Regions from separate parts of the Mus musculus genome. Here region 1 is linked to region 2. The links are chromatin contacts, called in public ChIA-PET maps. All regions are on one chromosome and are shown on one strand. Each heading gives the region's core, a stretch centred on a gene start, on an enhancer-like site or on the middle of the called end of the contact. The rest is flanking DNA. Distances are from core to core; before and after follow the strand shown.

Region 1 (6,824 bases), core at 2,103-4,602, 220 kb after region 2:
AGTGCATTTCATTTCCTCAGCAACCCTCTGAGCAACTGATATGGCGGCTACTTTTCGTGGCTGAGTCACACCAATCATACCATGTTGTGAAAACCCTATTAAAACCAGAAATATAAACACAAAGCAGAGTTAGCAATTCTTTCTTCCGACTGAACTAAAATTAAAAACTGTTCCTGGTCAATCGATGCAAATGGTATGTTTTCAAAAGAAAACCCTACAAGATCAGCAACATACTGCAGTACATTTGCATAAACATTCTTACTATTAATTTAAAACAGGAATGCACATTCACAGACGAAACAGCTCAGAGGTAAAGATGCTTCCCTGATACCTGAGTTCCACTCCAGACCCTACACTGGCAGGAGAGAACTGACTCCCTAAAGTTATCCTCTGACCTCTACATGCACACTGTGTCCCACATGTGCCTAAACACATATAGAGATAGCATATGAAAGGAAGTTTTAAAACATAAACCAGAGCCAATTTAAATATACATGTTAATTAGGTTTGAGGTTTTTATTTTTTTAAAGCATTTAAACAATAAGTCAAGGATTCTATAAGTTTGGTTGGTCTGTTTTACAAGATCTCATTAGTCTACCATACTGGCTTCAGACTCCTGGACCCTACATATCTTCTGCCTCACAAGTAGCTAGTACTATGGCATAAGTACGGTAAAACCAAAATACAAAAAAACTCCACACACTTCCTAAACTTTTCTTTGCCACAGAATAAAACTGGATTTAAAAATACCACTTTTGCATAAATTTTTGTAAACATTGTAACCATTTTAACATCCCCGAAAATGGAGATGTATTGTACCGTTGGTAGCACTTGCTTTCTTACTGGCATGTAAAATGACAGCACGCCTTAGCAGGCGATGTTGAATTAGGACAGATGCATCCGATTAGGTTACTGTGAGGGCAGGCGTGATGGAGGCTAGCTCAAACAGCATACGTAGGCCATTCTCAAAAAAAAAAAAAAAAAAAAAAATTCCCAGCAATGGTAACATACACCTTTAATCACAGAACTCAGGAGTCACGGGCAAGTGGCTCTCTTAGTTCCAAGACAGCCAGGGCTACACAGAGAAACCTTGTCTTGGAAAAAAAGAAAAAGACTTAAAAATTCAAAGGATATGTTTTTATTTATGTATAGTGTATATATATCTCTGTCTTTGAATGTGCACATTCAGGTCCCTAGGAGTCCAGAGGAGGGTATCGGAATCCCCCAAACTAGAGTTATAGGTGGTTGTGAACCGCCAATATAGGTGCTGGGAACAAAAATCTGGTCTTCTGAAGCAGCAGCAAGAGTTTACATCTGCTGAGCCATCTCTCTAGTACCCCCCAAATTAACTTTTATTTTAATATGAGTAATATATAATTTTCTCTTTTCCAAAATTATGAAAGAGAATGTTGCCACACTGATGAGACACTTTATTGGTAATTTGTTTGCTCAATTCTGGTAGAATCTGAGAATATTTGTCTGATAACGGTCTAGAGGAAGAATAAATTGTCAGCAACAGCAAAGTAGTGGTGGCACACACCTTTAATCCCAGCACTCAAGAGGCAGAGGCAGGTGCATCTCTGAGTTCCAGGCCAGCCTGGTCTACAGAGTGAGTTCTAGGGCTACACTGAGAAACCCTGTCTCAAAAAAAAAAAAAAAAAAAAAACCAACACCCCCCCAACAAAAATATGTCCCCAACAGAGGTCAACTATCCTTTCCAATTCACAATTGTTTCAGTTCTCACTGGCTAATGAGATAACCTTATCCTAAAAGAGAAAATTAACATCCTTTTATTTTTCCTTCTTATCATATAACCATAGCTGGCCTGGAACTTAATATGTAAACCATGCTAGCCTTACAACTCAGAGATGCTCCTGACTCTGCCTACCAAGTGCTGGGATTAAAAGTGTGCACCACCACAATCAGCCTTCTTCTTCTTCTTCTATTATTATTATTATTATCATTGTAGTTTAATATGTCACCCCAACAATTCCGGAGCCTGAAATAAATCCAGAAAGCCAAGGAGACATAGGGAGGCTAAGGATCTGACAAAGCAACGCAGCAATGGGCATTTGCACACTACAGTACTTTCATTAAAATTTAAAGAATTTCTCTCTTTAGTGCTTCCAGCTTTATCCAAGAATAAAATTACCTGCTTCATAAAGGTATTTAGGGAGTTGAGTTGTTTTACCACTTCCTGTATTTCCAGTAACGATGAGGAACGAGTTGTCCCTCACAGCTTGAATGAGCTTTTTTCTTTGTTTCTGAATAGGAAACGTTGGAGTTGTTCCTCCCTCCTGTGATGTGCATCCTTTCTCTTCTGTAACAACACAAAAACAATTGTGCAATGAAAACACCTGAGAAGAGCTCTCTGACAATGGCTCAGACCTGAAAGAAGAATGCACAGGAATCGCACAACGGGAAAGATCAATCTATGACTTTTCAGTTACGTCAACCATGTACAAATCACACGTGAAAGTTTATAAACTCAGAATAACTTTTTTTGGTAAAATCAAACAACTTCAACATTGTTGATGTGTAACTCGCCGTACTTGACAAAGTCAGTCAAGCACAAGACAACGTGTATGTATGCATACCTACCTGGAAAAACTAAACTCAATTTTATTAAACAATAGATCAACAACCTGAGCACAGCAGAACAACTCTGAGAAGAAGAAGAAGCCACCTGTATTTGCTTCTGATTCACAGTTCAAGTTAGGTCCCTGTTCAGAGTGACTGATATCCCAGAAGGCCAAGTGGTGGGTAACCATGGAAACTGGCTCCTGGAAACGGGCTCCCTTCATACCGTACCCAAAGGCAGGCTGGCGGCCCGACGAAGGGGAGGGGGATGAACGGGTAGAGAACAAAGGCTTTATGAGGCTGTAGAACAGCAGAAGGCATTTGGGCGTTCGGGTCCACTTTCTTGCCCCCCAGAGAGGTTCTCACCCAACTTGGGTTTGGGACCGCCCCCTTCTAAGCCAAAGTGCTCACTGGACGCAAAGTTCGTCGTCTGGCTTAAAAGACCAAAAGAACGTCTAAGCTCCCTTCCCACCTCCTCTGCCGCCCACAGATGTACTTTTCGCCCCGCAAATAACTCCCTCCGGGTGCCACAGCGTCCCGCGGACCGTACCTCTGTCAGCGATGCGAACAGCTGACGGCCGCTCTTCCTGGAGCTCTATTGGCCGCTCGCCTTCCTCCTGCCGCCTTGGCGCCCTGCCCGCGACGGCGGGAAACCGGGACATAGACCCGGTCCGGAGAAGAAGCGAACACGTCCACGGAGCCGAGGAGATGGGAGGGGAAAGGCGAGGACGCGCCCTGATGACGTAGGGGTGTTTACTTCCGCGCGTGCGACTGGCTGAGAGGGGTGGGGGAGCGGCTCGATGACGTGGCGGCCTCTGCTTGGACGCGCACGGGCCCGCGCTCCTGGGGGCCCCGAGGCACCACCCCCAAGGAGTCCCGCCCATCGCCACGTGCCTCCGCCACCCGCGAAGTCACACCTGAACACCTGAGGGCCAGGTCACAGTTTGTCCAGTGTGGCCCTTAGTCACCACAGCATCCCCACAAGTCTTGCCTATCTCCAGATACCAGTTGAATGACCCTTTCCCAGGAGCCGAAGCCATCCTACAGTGTGACCTTGGGCAACTCACTTCCCTATCGTCCTATCAAGACACATAGTGCGGTCCAACTTGTAGTTCTGTAGTTTTCAAAACTTAGATTCCCATGCTGTTTCACTTCCTTCATGGAACCCTTCATTTACATTTATTTGCATATTTTCCATACCCTCCAAGAAGCTGGGAAGACACACATGATCCAGACTTCCGGAACACTATATATTGTACACCCAGCAGGGAGCAGTGATTTGAGGTGGACAATAGGGTTTGTTGAGGATAGATGAATGAATAACATCTGGGTTGTTGGTTGATTTTTTTTGTTTTTTTCGAGACAGGGTTAACATCTGTTTTAAAATAAGTTGACTTTTAGTGGAAGTACGTTCCTTAGAAAACACAACTGCTGAAAATTCTACAGATACACATTATCTGAGGTGGTGTGGTTTACTTATTTTTAAAGGTATGTTGGGGACTTGGTGTACAGTTCAGTGGTAGAATACTTATCTACGATATGAGAGACCCTGGGATTCAATACCCAGTACTTTATCAAAGCTGAGTGTGGTCCTAACACTTGCGAGGCAGAGGCAAAAGAGTTGCTGTGAGTTCCGGGTTACCACCAGGATAATTCTGAGAATGAGACTCTGTCTCAGAAGAGGAGGTGAATAAAGGGGAGAGGGAGAAAGAAGGGAGAGGAAAAGAGAAGGAAGGAGGGAGGGGGGGAAGAGGGGAAAAGGGAGGGAGGGAAGGAGGGGGGTTCTTGGACTAGTCCTTCAGTGATAATGCCAGCTGATTTTCTGAGTTGAGTTAATTATGAAAAAATGTGAAGAAACCTGCTTCTTACACTTAAATCACTATGTAGCCCAGGATACCCTAGAACTCATGATCTTCCAGCCTCAGCTACCCAAGTGCTAAATTACAGATATATGTGACCTTGTCCATTTGCTTCTTGCACTTTTCAGTAGTTCCTGCTGTTAAAATTAATCATGGTTTATAGGAAGGCAACATAAAACTACCATTCACTTATCAACCCAAGACCAAACTAGAAAAGATGTAAGATGTTACAAGAATCCAAGACTTTGCTTTAAAACGTACATGTATCAACTCCTTTTCAACGTAACTGATCAACAACTCCTTTAATGCAAGTTTATCAGAATTTGAATGATAGCAAGTCAGGTGTAACTTTCTAACGGCTGAGGCAATAGCCCTAGTGACAGGAGAACATTTTAGATTTCTCCAAAACATTAAAACCATCTCTGAACCTTTCGATTTCTATTAGTAATTCAAACTATTATGTCAGAAGAGATCAAAATATACAATTGTAGTCAGACCATGAAGATATTGGTGACCTCTGTAACTGAGCAACAGACCAGCTATTTCACAAAGTCACTTTCTAAGAAAATAAGCAGAATCATTTCAAATCAGGAATTGTGACCATTTACTAAGCAATTTGTATTTAAATGATTAAGTATTTGATATATACAGTTTTGGACAAAGTCTCACTATATATCACTATATAGCCCTAGATGGCCTGAAACTCATTAAGTAGATCAGGTTAGCTTTGAGCTCCCAGAAGTTTGCCTGTCCAGGGATATGGGATTAAAGGTTAATATTCTCTGGTTTTCACGTGTGAGAAAGAAATTTCTGAAACTTCCTCTTGGTGATGAAAAAGAGAGAGATAAGAAACCTCACAATCATACTAACCTAATACTGGAATGAGAAGTGGAATTATTTAAATGAGGAGTGTCTTTCAGTGGTTGTAACTCTTAGAGTTGACTCCATTTGTTGATAACCACCTAGCAAAATATCCAGAATAAAACTGGAAGCCACGAATTAAAGAAAACAAAGTCAAGGAGCCTAGATGGTAGCACCATCCAACCAAGGTTTTCCCAACCTTGGCCATGTAGACTATTTTACTATTAATGACATAGGGATATTCCTAGTATTTCTAGACCAATGATCTTACAAATTACAATAACAAATAGAATACAAACACGGAGTAAAAGTGGAAAATGTGTGGGCTGAATTTTGGAAGAATGGTAAGCATCCCCAACATTGAATCTATGTCTCGTTACCTCTGAGTCAGGAGAAAGAGTACAAGTGATAAGCAAAGGTTAAGAAGTGTGGATTGCACCTTGCTGCTGTTGCTTCAATGAGCAGTCTTCCAAATGTTCTTGGTTCCATGCAATCTATTTCCGAGCATCAAGGGCTCAACTGTAAAGACTTTCAAAATGATGAAATAATGTGATTACATCGCCATTGAAAAAGAAAGCAAAATATGGTGGGTGGGTAAGGGGGACTTTTGGTATAGCATTGGAAATGTAAATGAGCTAAATACCTAATAAAAAAAAAAAAAAAAAGAAAGCAAAATATAGGGCCCCTGAAGTGATGGTTAAAGGGCCCTTCAATTATTACCCACTGGATTGCATTGTGCAGCATGTGTTACCCACCACCCCACCCATATACACACTGTACACACTCACATACACAATAATAAAATATTGTGAAGTAAAACCAATACATGAAGCAAAAATATCATATGTTGTTTACATAATAACAAGCAGAGTCCCAAACACTAGACACATAATAATGTCAGAGACCCAAGAACAGAACATGATGGCTTATGGCTCATAGAAAGACTGAACAGTACTATCACTAATCTGATTAAATAAGAATTGTTTTGGTCACATAAAGAAAAGCAGACAGAATCCGTACTGTACGGAGAAGGGGAGGTATCACAACACAAACTGAGAATGTATTTGATGGGCTTGTCAGTCACTGGTTCAAATGGATGAAGGCAAGTGAAAGGAAGATTGAGAACAGATGGTAAAGACACCCTGACTCAGGGGATGTGATGGAAAAGGCTGGGACAGGCCATAGTGGTGCACACCTTTGATCTCATCTCTTGGATGCAGAGGGAGGAGGATCACTGTGAGTTTGGGGCCAGCCTGGTCTACACTTGAAGTTCCAAGCCCATGGGGCTACATAGTGAGACCCTGACTCAAAAAGCAAAACTTGTCAATGAAATTATTTGGTGCATAACTGAACATGTTTAGGATCATTGTGTAATACAGGCATTGAAGTGGTCACAATTCAAGGCTCATTAAGATTAGTATTATACATTTACATTTGGGTCAAATTTCAATCCTTAAATATCAGTCTGGTCCTCTGTGTTTTCCTTTTCCTTTTAGATTTGCCTGGTACAGTGAAGCCTTCCTT
Region 2 (6,742 bases), core at 3,009-5,508:
TGCTACTGTTATGAATCATAATGTATTTTAGGAGACAGAGGACTGCTAAGGGGCCATGACCCACAGGTTGAGAACCACTGAACTATATGTTCAGCATCCAAATAAATGGAAGTATCCTTCTTCAGAGCCCCACACTCCAGATTATGTGTACATAAGATTCCAGACCCATTCCATGGCAGTGTCTGATTGAATAAACTGCAGATGGGGCATGCAGCTGGAGTGCAGAGGAACAAAATAAGACTTATGAGATGGAGTCAGAAGGCCCGAGCTCTCTCCAAGTTTCAGGAATATCAAACCATCCACTTGCAAACTTTCTGGGCTCCTACTAGCTAGACTTAAGTAGTAGTATCTTTGGAGACATATAACTATATATTTATGATAGTGGTTAATGAAACCAGGCAACCATGGGACAGAAGAGATATCTCACTGCTTCAGCGGGAATCCAGGACAAATGAACAGAGTTTAGGGCTTGATTAGTCTCCTAGACTTTTAGCTTAGGAAACCATTTTTTTTTTCCTTAAATATTCTATCCTGAAGCAAGTTTTATAAATAAATCCCAAAGACTTAATATAATTCACACTTAACATCTTCTTTCTTCAAATAAACACAAAATAAAATAGTGAGGCAAAGAGATGAAACAATTGCAAAGTAAGGTGGGAATTCTGATGCTAGCTAGCTAACATATGAATTATACTAGTCTAAGCCTGGCAGCACGGTGCATACGAAGTTAATTCTAGCACTTGGGAGGCGAGGGTGTGTTGATCTCTTATGAGTCCAAGACTAGCCTGGTCTCCATAGTGAAGTCTTATCTCAAAATAAATAAGTAAATAAACAAGCAAACAAACAAACAAATAAAAATTTCATTGTTAATTTGGGCATTGCTTTTCAAGTATGGCCAGGTAACAAATTGTTAGTCCCTGTAAAGAAAAAAACATAAACCAACCAGCCAACCAAAAGCCAACAAAGGACAACCTTTCCAAAATCCATGAGGCAAGGTGACTTTTCATTTTTATTTATTTAGTTATGACTGTGACGACTACCCCAATTTCCTAGGAAGTTTTCTCTTGATACTGCTGCTGTTGTACCAAGGTATAAGGGCTCCAAGTCTCACAAGACATAAGGACCACAATTTTTGACTGCAAACCATGATGCTGGGTAATGTTTGAATGAAAACATTTGATATGGATGGTCAGATGAAAGATACCAAAATGTCAGACAGCCCATCGACTGCTGTTGCCATGAGATTCAACAGTCAACATCAGTCTGATAAGCTATCCGACAAGGTGGTACAGCCATGCGATGTCACGACCACGACAGGGGGCAAGCACGAGGTGCTCAGGCAGGGTTTAAAGCAAAGCAAACATCTCTGGTTTGCTGGGGCTTAATGCCAATTCTAGGAAAGAAAGCTGTTTATTTTCCTACCAGGCAAAACAAAATGAACAGGGTCAATCAAAAAAATGTCAAAGGAAAATCACATTGAAATAAAACACAGAAATCACACAGAGAAGTAAGCTTCCACCTGTTAAAGCCGGAGTACAAACAGCTAAAACTAACATGAACATGAAAAAGCCTTTCTTGCTAGTGTCCTCTGATTTATACATCACCACTTCTTGTTTTTATAAAGTAAGAGATTCCCACTCTAGGTGAACCTCATAGTCCCGCTTAGATCTCCAGCCCAACAACAAAACACCTTGGAGGTAGCTCTCTCAGGCAATACATAAAAGCCTGGGCAATTCTGGTTTAAGTCTAATTGGCAAGGCTGCCACTCGCTTTGTAGAAGTGAAAAAGAAACAAAAAACCATAGCACTAAAGAAAACGGACACAATTTCGGAATGATCAAAGATGTCTTTATAAAGTTTTTCACGACTTCATTCTAAATATACAGAATAAAAAATGGCGTACTCATTTGTGAGACACCAACCAGATTTTCCTTATACTGTTTCAAAATTTAAAGATCAATTTCCCCAGAGGGTGTGCAATGCGTCATAAAATGGCCTTTTTGAGGGTGGGAAAGGAAGGCATATTAAATTGTTCCATGATAGACATGCAAGATTGCTATCCAATATATATAACTTATATACATTTGGTGACTTAGAAAAAAACAATCATTTGTGACAAGCCTAAAAAGCCTGACATATTTAACATACTTCAGAAGGTTCTGTGTGGCCCTGTGAAGGTATCAGAAGGCCAGTTTTTGTTAAGTTTGCAGCAGAACATCACATCCACCCTAAAGAATACGACGTGGATTGAACTGAGGGTGTAGACACCTTACCTTAACAAATAAAGTATGTCAGTGTAACATATGGACTAAACTGCTTTCAGGAAGAATGTTTTAAAAATCAACACAGGTTGGAAACGGGGACCTTCCTTCCTGGTTAGAGCCCTCCCAGTGTAAGGCAGGACTCCACCATGTTAACTTCTGCAGATAAAAACTCTCTGCTTATTTAGTTTTCTCCTCTGAGTTCAAGCGCTGCTGGATTCGTTTGGCATAGTTTTGTGCCATGGAGTTAATAATAGACAGGACAAAGTAACACACCATTGCAACCACCAGCTTCTCAAACATCCAGGATAACCAGTTTTCTCCCTGTAGGAAAGAAAGCAGAACAATTCAAGAAAAAGGGTTTCCTCGGTTCAACACTAAGGAGATTATTTGCAACACTTCAAGGGAAACAATGAGAACTTGAGGCTTGCCTATTATACCCAAACAACTAAAAACCGGTCTCTAGGTAGGCTGAAATCCACATTCAGGCCAAGCTTTTCCACACTAGGTTGTCAGTTCAAGCTGTGGGATGGATAGCTGATGCTAACCTGTATGGCTTAGGGAGGGATGGGAGGGTGGGCTGTCCTTTTACACTGTGACAGAGTGGTCTGGTTAGAGTCTATACTTTCTCTACAGCCTTGCAGACCTTGCTTGGAAGGGGAAGAGGACCTAAACTCTGAGAGCTGCTTTTAGAACATAAATGTGAGCCCTCTTTGGCCACAGCGGCAAAGAGCTATTTGAAGTCTAAAGCCAAGGGAAAGCGGCTGCTCTCCCCCAGGCTCCCTGTTCAGGGTGCTGCCTACACATCTGCTGGTTCTTTCCTCTGCCTCAGGAACTGAAGGCAAAACGGCCAGGCAGTTTATTCAAGTTAAAAGTTCAGCTGTGGTAAAAGCCTTGCTTTATTTAAAAGAAAAAAGAAAGAAAGAAAGAAAGAAAGAAAGAAAGAAAGAAAGAAAGAAAGAAAGAAAGAAAGAGAGGAAGGAAGGAAGAAAGGAAAAGAAGAAAAGAAAAGAAAAGAAAAGAAAAGAAAAGAAAAAAGAAAGAAAGAAAGAAAAGAAAAGCAAGCAAGCAGTTGCTTTCCTACAGCAGAAATGAAAGGGGATAACCATTTTACCTACTGCTTGGTGATGGTGCACGTGTTAACTTTTTAACCTAGCCTGGAAATGTATGTAATAACTCATGTAAGATCAAGACAGCATCACACACAACAGAATCCTGTCTTCCATTACCCCATCCTTGTTTCTGAAAAGCCACTAGACATAGACCAATAAACTCCCTCAGCCACCCCATCTAAAACCCGGAGAGCTCCGGATCTAGTTTGAGCCTGCTGATGCCTGCCGAGGGGGGAGAAGCAGGAGGGATCCTCACCTGCGGTGTGCCCGCTTCACTTCTGTGATGAAGCTTCTGCCGCTGCGCCTCCAGGTACTCTTGAAAAGGCTTCTGCAGAGACGGACCTATGCCGGGGACAGCACTGGAGGCAGGTACCAAAGGAAAGACACATTTGGGAAGAAAAGCAAGAGAAATGTTAAAGGAAATCTACTTACCCTTCAGATTAAAAAAAAAAAAAAAAAAAGAAAAGAAGGGCGGCAAGGACTTCATAAAAAGGACAAAATTCAACAATCAGGGTCACAGCAATCCTGTGAAGCTTGGATAGTGATAAAATTCCTCCTGAACTCCTTAGAGGTCTCGCCAGCAGTAATGCATTTGGGAGAAAGTAGGAGAGAGCTCAGAGCCACTGCTATGTCAGGAGGGCGAGGCTAGTGCAGCTGAGACTGCACACTGCTGTGGCACAAAGAATAAAATGAATGACTTCTGAGAAGTCCCACATTTATCACCACTAGTTCCTGTAAGAACTGGTTTAAACCGATTAATAAGGAAATGACTTATGCTTGTGTCATCTCTAGTTAAAAAAGAAACTGCCCTCCCTCTCTCTGACTGTCCCGTCTTCTCAGGGGGATGGGGTGGGTGGGAGGTGCTTTCTCAATCTAAGTCCTTATTAGGACAACCCCTGCGTCATCCTTATCCAAAAAGAATGCATTAGCACATTGGGGAGGCACCTCCCCCCAGCCAGAAGTCAGTGATTAACAAAGGAACAGAGAGGAACTGCGGACCCTGAATCATTTCATGGCTTATGATGGATGTTTGCCCAGAAACTCCTGTACATTACTAAACAGCTTGTTCCAAGATGTCTGGATAGCTATCTCTGATAAGGCTCTGGACCAACCAAGGTCCCCAGAGTTCGTAGAGCTAGGGCTGTAAAACCGGTCTGGCAACTGAAGCTACCAGGCTCCGGTCCCCCGCCACCCCTCCTTTTCTTTTGATAGCTAACAGGTTGTGTTAAACGGTACTGTGGGGCAACTTTGAAAAGTAAACACCCTTACTTCCTGTACCCTTTATTTTCTCATCTGTCTTATTTGCTACAAGGCAAATAAGCCCGTACTTTTCCTAGGGCCAGAAAAAGTATAGCAGGCACATGTGCGCAGTGCCCAGTGCTACCCCGAAAGCGTACTGACACCAGTGAACGATTTCCTCACCCCCCCCCAAGCAGAATAATAAGAGAAGACTCTTTTTTGCTACTATATTTGCCAGCCAGCAACAACTTCCCAACTGCTAGCCATTCTTTTTCTTTTGTACTATTATTACCTATCAGTCTTTTACCTAGTAATATCTTTAACGTTTAATGGAGTCCCTACTTTGTGTCCACACTATAAAATAGAAAAGCAAAATGCAGCTGGGCATATTAGCACACTCAAGTAGTCCCAGCTCTCATGAGACAGGCAGGTGAGTCTCTGTGAGTTAAGAGGTCTTTTGTAGGGACAGTTAGGACAGCCAGAGCTACACGGAGACCTTGCCACAAAACCAAACAGGAGAAAGTACAATCCTAGAGACTCAATGTAGAAAATAAACGCTAAGAGAACTGGGAGGGGAAGGAGAGATGACTGAGGGATGGTGATTATAGCCTAAACAGACAAGCTTTGAGGGCGAGGCAATGCAGTCCGACTGCCGACTGCCAACCGCAGACCTACAATGGCAAACAGTGAGGCAGTGCAGTCCCAGGTGGGACTCGCTCTCAGTAGGTGGACATCTCCTTAGGAGCTTAAGCAACTCTTCCTTATAGTACAGGCAGGAAGGCAATTAGTCTCTCCATTTACACTAGGAATATATTCTCTAGATAACAAAACAATTCCAGCAAAGTGTGTGGACAGATACACTGCCTTTGACTGCACCACTGTACCCAGAGGACAACGTCTGGTTCTTCCCTCCTACATGTGGGTCCTGGGAACCTAACTCAGCTTGTTAAGCATCCTTACCTGCAGAGCCACCTCACAGGTCCCCACAAAGTATTCTTACACCAGAGATTTTGAATGAAAAAAAAAAAATTAAAGCTACTACAACAAGTGCTTTTAACCACTGTGTCAGCTTTCTTTTTTTTTTTTAAAGATTTATTTATTATTACACATAAGTACACTGTAGCTGTCTTCACACATACCAGAGGAGGTGTCAGATCTCATTATGGATGGTTGTGAACCACCATGTGGTTGCTGGGATTTGAACTCAGGACCTTCAGAAGAGCAGTCAGTGCTCTTAACCACTGAGCCATCTCTCCAGCCCCTGACAGGGGCTCAAATAGCTCAGCTGGGCTAGAACTTGTTGTACAATCCACACTTGCCAAGACTCCTGATCTCCTGCCTCTACCGTCACAGTGCTGGGACTGCAGGTCTATACCACCATATCCAGTTTGTCCATAGCCTCACACTGCTAGAAAGCACCCTGCCATCCTCAACACACACTCGAATAGCTCAAAAACTCATCCCTTAAGTTATGTTTGAGAAGTAGACCAGAAATACAAATCTCTTCTGGCACACCAAGAACAGTATATTTGCTGCTGTGTGGGTGCATGTGTGCATGTATACATACATTATTACAGTTCAGTGTTGGTTGCAGGTGTTATTCTGAAAGCAATAAATTCAGAGCCACTGTGTGTCCACAGCTAAGAACTCGCCCCTTCTTTTTTTTTTTTTTTTTGAGACAGGGTTTCTCTGTGTAGTCCTGGCTGTCTTGTAGACCAGGCTGGCCTTGCACTCAGAAATCTGCCTGCCTCTGCCTCCCGAGTGCTGGGATTAAAGGTGTGTGCCACCACTGCCCAGCAAGAACTCTCTTATCTAACCCTCAATGGTGGGAGAAGCTCAGAGAACTAGCTTTGTGATATAGAAGAACACAATGCTGTGGAAGAACAAATATAGATAGAGCTATGATTTAGTATTAAACTCTTTTTTCGTTTTATTATTATTATTATTATTTTTAGTATTGAACTCTTTTGTAGCACCCTTATTAGACTAAAATGTACTTAAGCCAGCTTTATAAATAGCTACTTGGTTTCAATAAGAAAGCATTAAAAGAGGGAAGGTTTCTGATTTACCTTCTTCTTGTTGTCCTTTAAAACAATAGGGAGAAAAATATTCTATGGACAAATTAGTAGGC

The links. ChIA-PET counts read pairs in DNA pulled down with a chosen protein or histone mark.
Region 1: an RNA polymerase II ChIA-PET map of effector CD8 T cells shows a contact between it and region 2, with 49 read pairs. The contact joins the promoter of Dhx40 here to the enhancer-like site in region 2. A contact is called at or near these places in 6 of 484 Hi-C or Micro-C datasets (CD4 T cells, CD8 T cells, Th1 cells and 1 more), 8 of 115 datasets of contacts at active chromatin or transcription factors (the 230-238 cell line, T-cell acute lymphoblastic leukemia, acute myeloid leukemia and 5 more) and 2 of 9 other capture datasets (adipose tissue and liver).

What each region holds. Positions count from the first base shown.
Region 1 is chr11:86,804,308-86,811,131 of GRCm38.p6, forward strand. It overlaps Dhx40 (DEAH (Asp-Glu-Ala-His) box polypeptide 40), which reads right to left and starts at 3,353. Exons shown (of 18, transcript NM_026191.2): 1 at 3,131-3,353; 2 at 2,153-2,320; 3 at 1-95. The coding sequence starts at 3,242.
Region 2 is chr11:86,582,868-86,589,609 of GRCm38.p6, forward strand. It overlaps Vmp1 (vacuole membrane protein 1), which reads right to left. Exons shown (of 12, transcript NM_029478.6): 11 at 3,629-3,731; 12 at 991-2,584. The coding sequence ends at 2,441. It overlaps Mir21a (microRNA 21a), which reads right to left and starts at 1,291; the gene lies at 1,200-1,291. RefSeq lists an enhancer at 3,329-4,962. Within about 2 kb of position 4,259, at least 277 of the 459 cell types and tissues checked have an H3K27ac peak or open chromatin away from gene starts, as enhancers often do. A contact at or near this core is called in the 230-238 cell line, CD8 T cells, T-cell acute lymphoblastic leukemia and 7 more, where this site is marked.